Linked DNA regions of Mus musculus: region 1 is linked to region 2. Evidence: chromatin contacts called from public promoter capture Hi-C data. All regions are on one chromosome and are shown on one strand. The core of a region is the stretch at or near the end of the contact, and the rest is flanking DNA. Distances in the headings are between cores, read along the strand shown. Region 1 overlaps Thada (thyroid adenoma associated). Region 2 has its middle 16 kb from the start of Gm35229.

What was found. Capture Hi-C pulls out chosen DNA fragments and counts their contacts.
Region 1: a contact with region 2 is called in a promoter capture Hi-C map of adipose tissue. The contact joins two enhancer-like sites. A contact is called at or near these places in 1 of 484 Hi-C or Micro-C datasets (bone marrow-derived macrophages), 12 of 115 datasets of contacts at active chromatin or transcription factors (embryonic basal ganglia, embryonic stem cells, epiblast stem cells and 2 more) and 2 of 9 other capture datasets (adipose tissue and embryonic stem cells).

Annotation. Positions count from the first base shown.
Region 1 is chr17:84,363,600-84,367,980 of GRCm38.p6, forward strand. The region is part of intron 26 of Thada (thyroid adenoma associated); the gene reads right to left. Among named protein-coding and RNA genes, the nearest start is that of Gm24722, 26 kb to the right of the region's middle. Within about 2 kb of position 2,217, at least 103 of the 459 cell types and tissues checked have an H3K27ac peak or open chromatin away from gene starts, as enhancers often do. A contact at or near this core is called in adipose tissue, where this site is marked.
Region 2 is chr17:83,936,194-83,940,325 of GRCm38.p6, forward strand. No RefSeq gene overlaps it. Among named protein-coding and RNA genes, the nearest start is that of Gm35229, 16 kb to the right of the region's middle. Within about 2 kb of position 2,863, at least 67 of the 459 cell types and tissues checked have an H3K27ac peak or open chromatin away from gene starts, as enhancers often do. A contact at or near this core is called in adipose tissue, where this site is marked.

The DNA of each region.
Region 1 (4,381 bases), core at 967-3,466, 430 kb after region 2:
TCTTAAAGGTCAGCAAGGATTTCCCTCTCCTAGGACGGCTGGGAGGCTAGAGGGGAGGAGAAAGCCTTTAATAAAAGGCATAGCATAGATGCTTTTGAGGCCAGGATGCCTTTGGCTTGCCTGGAACAATGGACAGGATGGGTGTGGATGTGGAGGGCCTAGATGCCAAGCTAATGGAGCTGAGCCCTGAGCTCTCCAAGTCTGGGAAGCTGCCTTAAGTTTGGGCCCAAGAATAAACATCATAAATTGTGTGTGGGTCACTGCGAAAATGTTTTAAGCAAGTATATGGTGCCTACACAAAAGTGGAGAGAGATTTTTAAAAATTACATTTTATTTAGGGCTGGGAGGAGCGGTGCCACACACCTTTAATCCCAGTTCTCAGGAGGCAGAGGCAGCCGGATTCACATAGGAGACCCTATTTCAAAAAATAATATTAAGTTAAACTGTTGAAGAAATAACTGTTTAAGTGTGTGAGTGTTGTGTGCTTGTGTCTGCGGGTGTGCCTGCATATGTCACAGAATGTGAGGGCCCAAGGAGAACCTGTACAAGTGGATTCTCTACACCATAGCTCCCAGGGGTCAAACAAAAGCATCACACGTGCTGGTGTCGTTACTCACAGAGCCACTGAACTGGCCAGAGAGAGCTTTTAAAAAACAATACACTACTAGTTAGAAATGCACATATTTTTCCTGGATATCTGAACAAGGCCTATCACCGACACTGTTTTAGATCCTAGGGTAAACCTAGACACCTGGCCAAGGGCTGGAGCGGCGACCCTGCTGTCCGCTGTAACACCCTCCTCCTCAATCCTCACTACAGTCTGTATTTTGCTTTACACACTACAGATTTCCTTGTGTACCTCGAAGGAAGAACTGTCAGTCATCAATCTGGATGGTGTAACTTAATAGGTCCTTTGTTCAGAAAATTTAATTACAGGCTTGAACCCTGAATGAATGTAAAATAAAAACACTGGGGGGGACTTGGCAGGATCGGTCAACTAAGCGGCTCGAGGGTCCCCACCTCTACCCCCCACCATCCCTGGCACATCTGCAGCAGCAGTTTCTTCACTGGTATTCGCAGCATGGCCCATCTTCTGTAATTGCTTCTGGCTCCTCTGGCCTGGTCTCTGGCTGTCCTGTAGCTCCACTTACAACTAAGGCTTAAAGATGCTCAGAGGTGATGTCAGCCTTTTCCTACCTCTTAGGAGGCTTCTGCCTGAACACAGGCTATAGATAGCCTTACAGCTGAGCTAGTTTGTGCTGGTTCCTGGCAACTTCTTTGCTCCCCAACAAGGCTCTGCAGGAGAACCGGGTTCAAAACCAAGCTTTAATCTACCTTAACATTTACCAAATAATTTTACTCTGCAAGTACCCAAGGGAGGTTGCTACAACCGGGTACCTGGGCATTACTTACCCTCTGCTGACTATCAGAGACAGCAATATTTAAAAGCTATACACCAGAAGCCCAACAAACTGCAATAGTAACTGTTGGAAATACGAGATTTAGAACTTTTCTGGGCAGAAAGCAAGGAGAAAACGTATTAGTAAAAGGCCTCCTTTCTAACCCTGGAGCCAAGCACTGGCGCCCTTCCATTGAAAACCCGAGTCATGCCAGTGTCACAGGAGGGAAAAGTGCTGGCCCAGACGGTCAGTGAGTATGAAGAGGACTTGCCCATGCACAGAGAACCCTCTGAGGGCCTGAAAACCAACCAACCTTCCCTCCAAAGGCATTGTTAAGTGATGATAAAATTTCTAGTTTAAAACACACAGGGAAAACTTTTCTAGTTTCAAACAAAACCAGAAGTTACAAACTTCAAACATCAAGTTTCCTAGAGGAAAGTAATATGCAAATGTAATTACGTCATGGGAAATGCTAAGGCAGCTTTAATTAAAAGGAGAAATCCCTCAGAATAGGTCATTTTGGAGGCAAGCACTGCAGTTCCTCTTCCTTTCTGCCCTTCTTTCACTCACTGAAGACTATGGGGGTGGCACTGGGGGTGCAAAGGCCTTCAGTGTTCAGTTCCCCACGGTACTGGACAAACTCTAAATCAAAGCCACAGAGGGACCCACCAAAACGCTATTCTGTTTTTGAAAGTGGCCTTAACCGTGAAAAGGCACATTTCCAGTTGAAAATTCAAAGGTAGTTCTCCCAACAGAGAGCTGATTATTTGGTCGGAGACATGTGGTAAACATTCCCCAAGGAAGGAGCAAGTGAGAAAAGGGCAAAGGCAGAGGCGTGGGAGGGAGGGCCTGCGCCACCTCTGCAAGCTGTAGTCAGAGTATGCACACCGCTCCATAAAAAGTGGCTGCTTAAAGCAAAGCTCCAGCTTCCCCAGGGTGAACACCATGACATCTGTCCTCTTGTCATAACAGCAGCTAAGTGGAGTTGGGAAAATATTCTCTGCTCTAGAGCTGTTGGTGCATAATTACATGGTTTCTCTTGAGCTCTGGTTCCCCTCTGTTTATTCTGCACATCTGCTCTCCCAATACCTGATCACACAAAGGTATCATAAAGAGCAAACCAACAGGTATAAAGAGACCAGCCCTCAACACAGATCAAAGCAAACAGCCCGTGGAGTGCTCTGGAAATCTTGGCTGGCAGCTCTTGTAAATAAAAGTGCTTCTGAAGCAGAAAGCATTCAACCTCCGTATTTATATAGGGCGTGATTGACAGCTTAGTTATTAACTTCATAAAAACACAGGCAATGCTAACTAGCAAGAATGTTTGTTCTAGCTGTTCTATCTGAAGGAAAATGAAATCCAAGATAGAATGGCTTGCTCTCTGTTTCTTTTAAGTATTTATTTTAGAACCGTGCAGTATAAAAGAATGTTTTTTCAAGTCAGTGAACTTAAGCTATTTTGCTTACTGTTCTGGAATTTAAGTATGTTGTTATAATTCTTTAGAAAACAAATGTTACATTTACTAAAGGCAAATTCCAATGGTGCACCATGATCTTTTGAAGCCCTCAAAAGATTTTTAATCTTCTGAATTACTAAAACTAAAGAAATTTTACATTAATTAACCTCTCTTCCAGTAACTAAAGTGGATCAAGTCAGAGACTCAAAGGGCAGAAATACTTCCCCTGTGCTCTGTTCTCAGGCACGTATCCTCTGAGTGACTTAGGCAGCAGACCTAAGTTCTGCCAGGAAGAGGGAAGAACTGATGTGTATTTTACTAATATTATATTGATGTTTTTAACTGTACTTTTTGTTTGTTTGTTTGTTTTTTTGTTTTTTGAGACAAGGTTTCTCTGTATAGCCCTGGCTGTCCTGGAACTCACTTTTTAGACCAGGCTGGCCTCGAACTCAGAAATCCGCCTGCCTCTGCCTCCCAAGTGCTGGGATTAAAGGCGTGCGCCACCACACCCGGCTTTTAACATACTTTATCACATACAACATTTATTGAAATATTACAAGGTAGCATGCTTTATTTTTTTAAAAAATTCTTAGAAACTATTGTCAGCAGCAAGTAGATGTTCCATCAGGAAATCCTTTAGAACTAAAATCCAATTTTGTATGCAATCTTTTTTTCTATCTCTCTTGAAGTTAATACAGTTAGCACCCATGCCCAACCCCAGCAGGTCCAACTAGAAACGTCAGCTAACAAATAAACACATTTCTCCAACTCAGAGCATAACTTTTTAAGTAGCAGCCCTGAGTATCTACATAATGAGGGAATCTAAATACACTTGCGTTTATCCAATCTATACTCTTCTTCATGTATAAAATAATTTTTTATATAACAAACAAATGGAGGGGGAAAAACAAGTTTTGCTTTTAGAATCAATAATGAATACTTTTAAAGTTGGAGTCATATGAAATTGGCATTTCCTGGCCAAATAAATGCTTATGAAATGGACTGGTGTTTCTGTGAGGATTTGTTTATGTGTTCTTAATATCCTCAGGCCTCAGAGTTTTTTCCATGTAAACATGAGTTTTGTTAAATACCTCTTAAATTTAATTTAAAAGGCTATTTGTTATCAAACCGTTTCCCTCTTAGAAAAGGCTGTCATCAGATGAGCAGCAAACCAAACCCAAGAACAAACCCCACATCCCCAGGAACCCATCCTTGCTCGTCAGTACATTTTATGTACCACAGCCCTGCTTCCTTCAGCACTGGCAAACAGCAGCCTTTCAGAACACAGAATTCTTATGAAATGAATACTCAGCCTCAGAGCATGCCCTGGCCTCCTCCACTACACACTCCTCCCCCTACAGGACTATATTTTCAAGCTAGAATATTTGTTTTGACAGACTTCTGCTTGCTTAATTCTCTGGCAAAGGCTTTCTTGTGTACTCCTGGCCAGTAATGAACATTTTGCCAAAAATATGCAACTCTTGGCAGGACAAGAATAGGGGTGAAAAAAGCCCTGCTGGCAGAG
Region 2 (4,132 bases), core at 1,613-4,112:
GGGTGGGGAAGTGGGGGGGGGCAGGGAGGGACACATGAGGAACGACAATCTTAATTTCTGAGCTGGGCATGGAGGCTCAAGCCTGTAAGTAGAGCACTTGGAAGGCTGAGGCAGGAGAATTGCTACAAGTTTGAGACTAGCTTGTGCTACATAGTGAGTCTCAGAGGAGTCTAAAATACAGAGTGAGACTTGCCTCAAAACAAAACAAAACAAAACAACCCCAAATTTATAATCAAAACAAAACATCTCTTCCACAAGGCCAGCAGTCGCCACCACAGCTGCCACGAGCCTCAGGAGCGCTCCTCATCTGGGTGGCCACCCAGGAAGAGGCGGTGCAGGCAGGGGGTGTTGAGAGATGAGCAGAGGACAAAGGGACAGGAAGAGGGGTGGCTTCTAGCATCTTCTTCAGCCAGATAGCTGTGAATGCACCTGCAGCCCTTTCAGTTCTATTGCTTTATGCAGTTAGCCCAGGATGTGCAGTTAGCCCAGGATGTGCAGTTAGCCCAGGATGACCCCAGTCAGTCTCACAGGTGAAGAAGCTGATGCCTAGGAGGCAAAAGCAGTAGCAGGTACCCTTGTCCCTGAGTGTCCGTGGATAGACCCTACCTAAGGCGTCTGCTGTCTGATTGAAGAGTCATTAACATGAGGTCACAAGGAGGAGCCGTCGAGGTCAGATTTCATGGGCGTGTCTGTCCTAGCCTCACCATCTGGAAGCCGTGGCGTCTCTGTAAGGGTGCCTGCCACCAAGCCTGATGATCTGAATTCAGTCCCCAGAGCCACACGATGGAAGGCCTGAGCCTACAGCTTGTCCCCTGACTTCCACAGCTGCACTGTGGTATCTCTCTCTTCCTCCCTCGAAATTAATTCATTTAAAAAAGTTAAAACAACCAACCGACCCCAAACCAACCGGACCATAGTTCTAGCCACCTGGGGACAGGACAGGCACCTGGGGGCAGCTTGTTTCTGGATTCCCAGGCCAGCATGCTTTGCCCCATGCCCCCTTGTTCCGGTTGGTACCTCAGTGAGTTGGGGGAACAGTGGCCATGCTTTTGCCTTCATGGGTCCATCTAAGTGCCCGTAGGCTCCTGCCGGTCATGGGCTGGGTTTCTTGGGAAAACAGGCAGTTGCTTTGAGAGCAGCTTCCAGCAGCTGAGCATGTCAACCCTCACGCCACCTCTGCTGTTCTCTGCTGCTCTCTACTCTGTCACTCAGGTGGTGGCGGGGTCTCTCTGGAGCAGGCCCTGCCTGGGGCGGTTGAACTTTTGGTGAGTGTTAGACTTGGTGCTCTCATTTCTTTTTGTGTTTTAGTTTTGTTTCCGGGCATGGTTTCTCTCTTAGCTCTCACTGGCTCCTCTCTCTGCAGCTCAGGCTGGCCTCAGACTAGCAGGGATCCCTCTGCCTCAGCTTCCTCATGCTGGGATTGTGGGCCTGAGGACCACGCTCCACAGTGTTCATCTCTGTGGCCTGGAAGGCTGGTGGGGAGGGTGCAAAGGGTTAACTTCATTTTGGCAGTAATTCTCTCTTGGCATCTGAGAGTGGACCGGCCAGGAGCTCTGCTTTCCCGTTGCCGCGGCAATGACACAAAACCGAGAGCAGACACGGATCTGGAGATGGTTAACTGGCCATGTTCCTGGCCGGCGGTGGCCCGCCAGAGAAACTGCTGGAAAGTCACATTAGAGTTTCCCAGCACTAAGGGTGAGAAAGGGGGTGTGGATCTGGGCTCCCCCAGAAAGTCTGGCTCTGGACAAAAGAGATAGAGCTGCTGTGTAGGTCAATGCAGGACTCCTTGCTCCTTGACTCTGAACCTTCAGAGCTCCGAACTTTCAGTGCCGAGAGCACGAAGCTCGACACAGAGCTGCCCACAACAATCTTTGTCAGCCACATTGAGCTGCTGGTTTAGTGGTTTTGATTTTTTCATTTTGCCTGCCTGCCTATCTATCTATCTATCTATCTATCTATCTATCTATCTATCTATCTATCTATCTATCTATCTTTCTATCTATCCAGATCTTACTGTGTAGCCCAGGCTGGCCTGGAACGTGATCCTCCTGTCTGAGCCTTGTTGGGATAAGAAGCACGCACCAGGCTTGTTTTCTTTCTCCCACTTCTCAGCTTTCCCACTCTCCTGCTCCTGCAGCCTTGCTATCCAGGTGCCTCCTGAGGGGACTTCGGATTGTCTCTGGACCAGCCCTACTCAGACCTGAGATCTCAGTCTGAATGGCACTTCGGGAAGACTTCTGCACCTAGACTGGGGCCCTTTTGTGTTATGGGCTTCCTGATGTACTGACTGTCACCTTTCAGACAACCACATGCCTAGTCCCTCACATTTCTCCACTTTCTTGGGCCACCCATGAGGTGGAGGTTGGATGTGGCTTCTTTGCCTCGGAGCCTACGCAGAGGGTCTGTTAGAGGGGCAGCACCACTCACAACTTTGGAAAAGAAGACGATTGTGTGGGGGAAGGGCAGGTCACCGGGTCACCAGGTGCCCTCTGGGAGCTGTGGGCAGCGGGATTTAGCCAATCCCAAGGTTAGGACTCTCTTGCCAGGACAGCTTTGCTTTCCCCGGTGGTTTTCATTATTTTTCATTCCCAGACTATTTTGGAAGCTGGCTGCTATGGGAACCGAGTCTTTGGAAGGCCCAGGCCTCTTTTTCCTCCTACCCCCAGCCTCCCTCCATCTCTATTCCTTCTTAATTGGTTTTTAGTTCCCTGGCTTTCAGGCCGTCTGTTTATTTTGATTGCAACTCCACAGAACAAATCTTTAATGAACCAGCTTGTGGGGAGAGCCATTAGCAGCCGCCTGCCTCCAGGGAGTGGGGGAGGCGCCTGGCCTGGGTCCCAGCCTGGACTTCTACTCAGCGAGGAAGCGGTGGCCAGGTACTGGGTGGCAGCTGCGCATGGGTCGTTCCTTCCTTCAGGTGTAGTCTGGAGATGGGAACAGTTTGTCCTCAGTAAGCTGTCAGAAGCCTTGGCTGAGGTGACCTTATTAGCACTCTGATGCACAGTGACAGAGGTTGGGCTTCCCGGGCCCCCTGAGTTACTGCAGTAAACCCAGAGGGCTCTATGCTGAGTCCCTCATTGTCCAGACAAGGGGAGTGAGGCTGGAGAGCTGAGAAGCCAGCAGACCTCTGAGGAAGACACAGATAAATGGAGAAACCTCCCGAGGGTCGCTGCATTCGGGGTGAATTGGCATCCAACGGTCCTGAGTGGGCTCGGCAGGCCCCAGCTCTCTGGAGTAAATGCCTTTGTCTGTGTTCTGTGGGCCTGACACCATTTATGGGTTTACTCCACTGACTGGGTATGATCACGTCTGTCCAAAGAGTTTTGCCAACAGGAAATGCATATGAGCACTTTATTGTTGTGGGTGTGGAGAACAGAGTGATCCCTGCCGCTTCCTTACCTTGGACAAGCCCTGTCTCCAGTCCACCTCACAGATCTGGTCACTTGTCTGTCCCTCACTGGCCTCATGCTGCCAAAGTCACTCATCTCAGGAGTACAGACCCGGGGACCAGCGGGACTGGGAACTTCATTCCGTTAAGATCAAGCCCCCCACGGCCTTCTGCCTTGGGGCTGCCTCTCTGAGAAACTCTGGGGTGCACCTCAGCCTCTATCCCATTCCTGCCTTCTGTCCAACTGGCCTTCTTTCCTACTTCATGCTGTGGGCCCATGAGATTTCTTTAGACAGGAGGTCTCCCTCCCTGCCTGTCCTCCCTAGTCCTGGCTGGCTCTCCACTCATTCCTCATGGTGATCTCCTGGCCTTTCTCAGTGACTGGATAGGAAGAGGTATGTCTGACCAGTGGCTCAGTGGGAGTCAGAAGGGGGCTTGAAACGCCAAGGACCACAGATACGCTCCTCTCTGGCATTACCAAGGTCATTCTTTGTTTCATAAGAGAGTCCAAAAGAGGACAAAGTTGATCATGGAGAGTTGCAGGGTGCCTTCTGGCGTTGAGAACGGCCCAGAAGTGGACATGGCCTGGACTTCTTTACATCCCTGGTGCTTGATGGTTGTTTGTTTTGGTTACTCTTGTCTGCCTGTCTTGTCTTGCCTTTATGGTTATACCAAGCCAAGAAGAACTAGGCATCCCGGGCTGCCATGCTTATGAGTTACTTAATCACCAAACAAGTAAGGGCT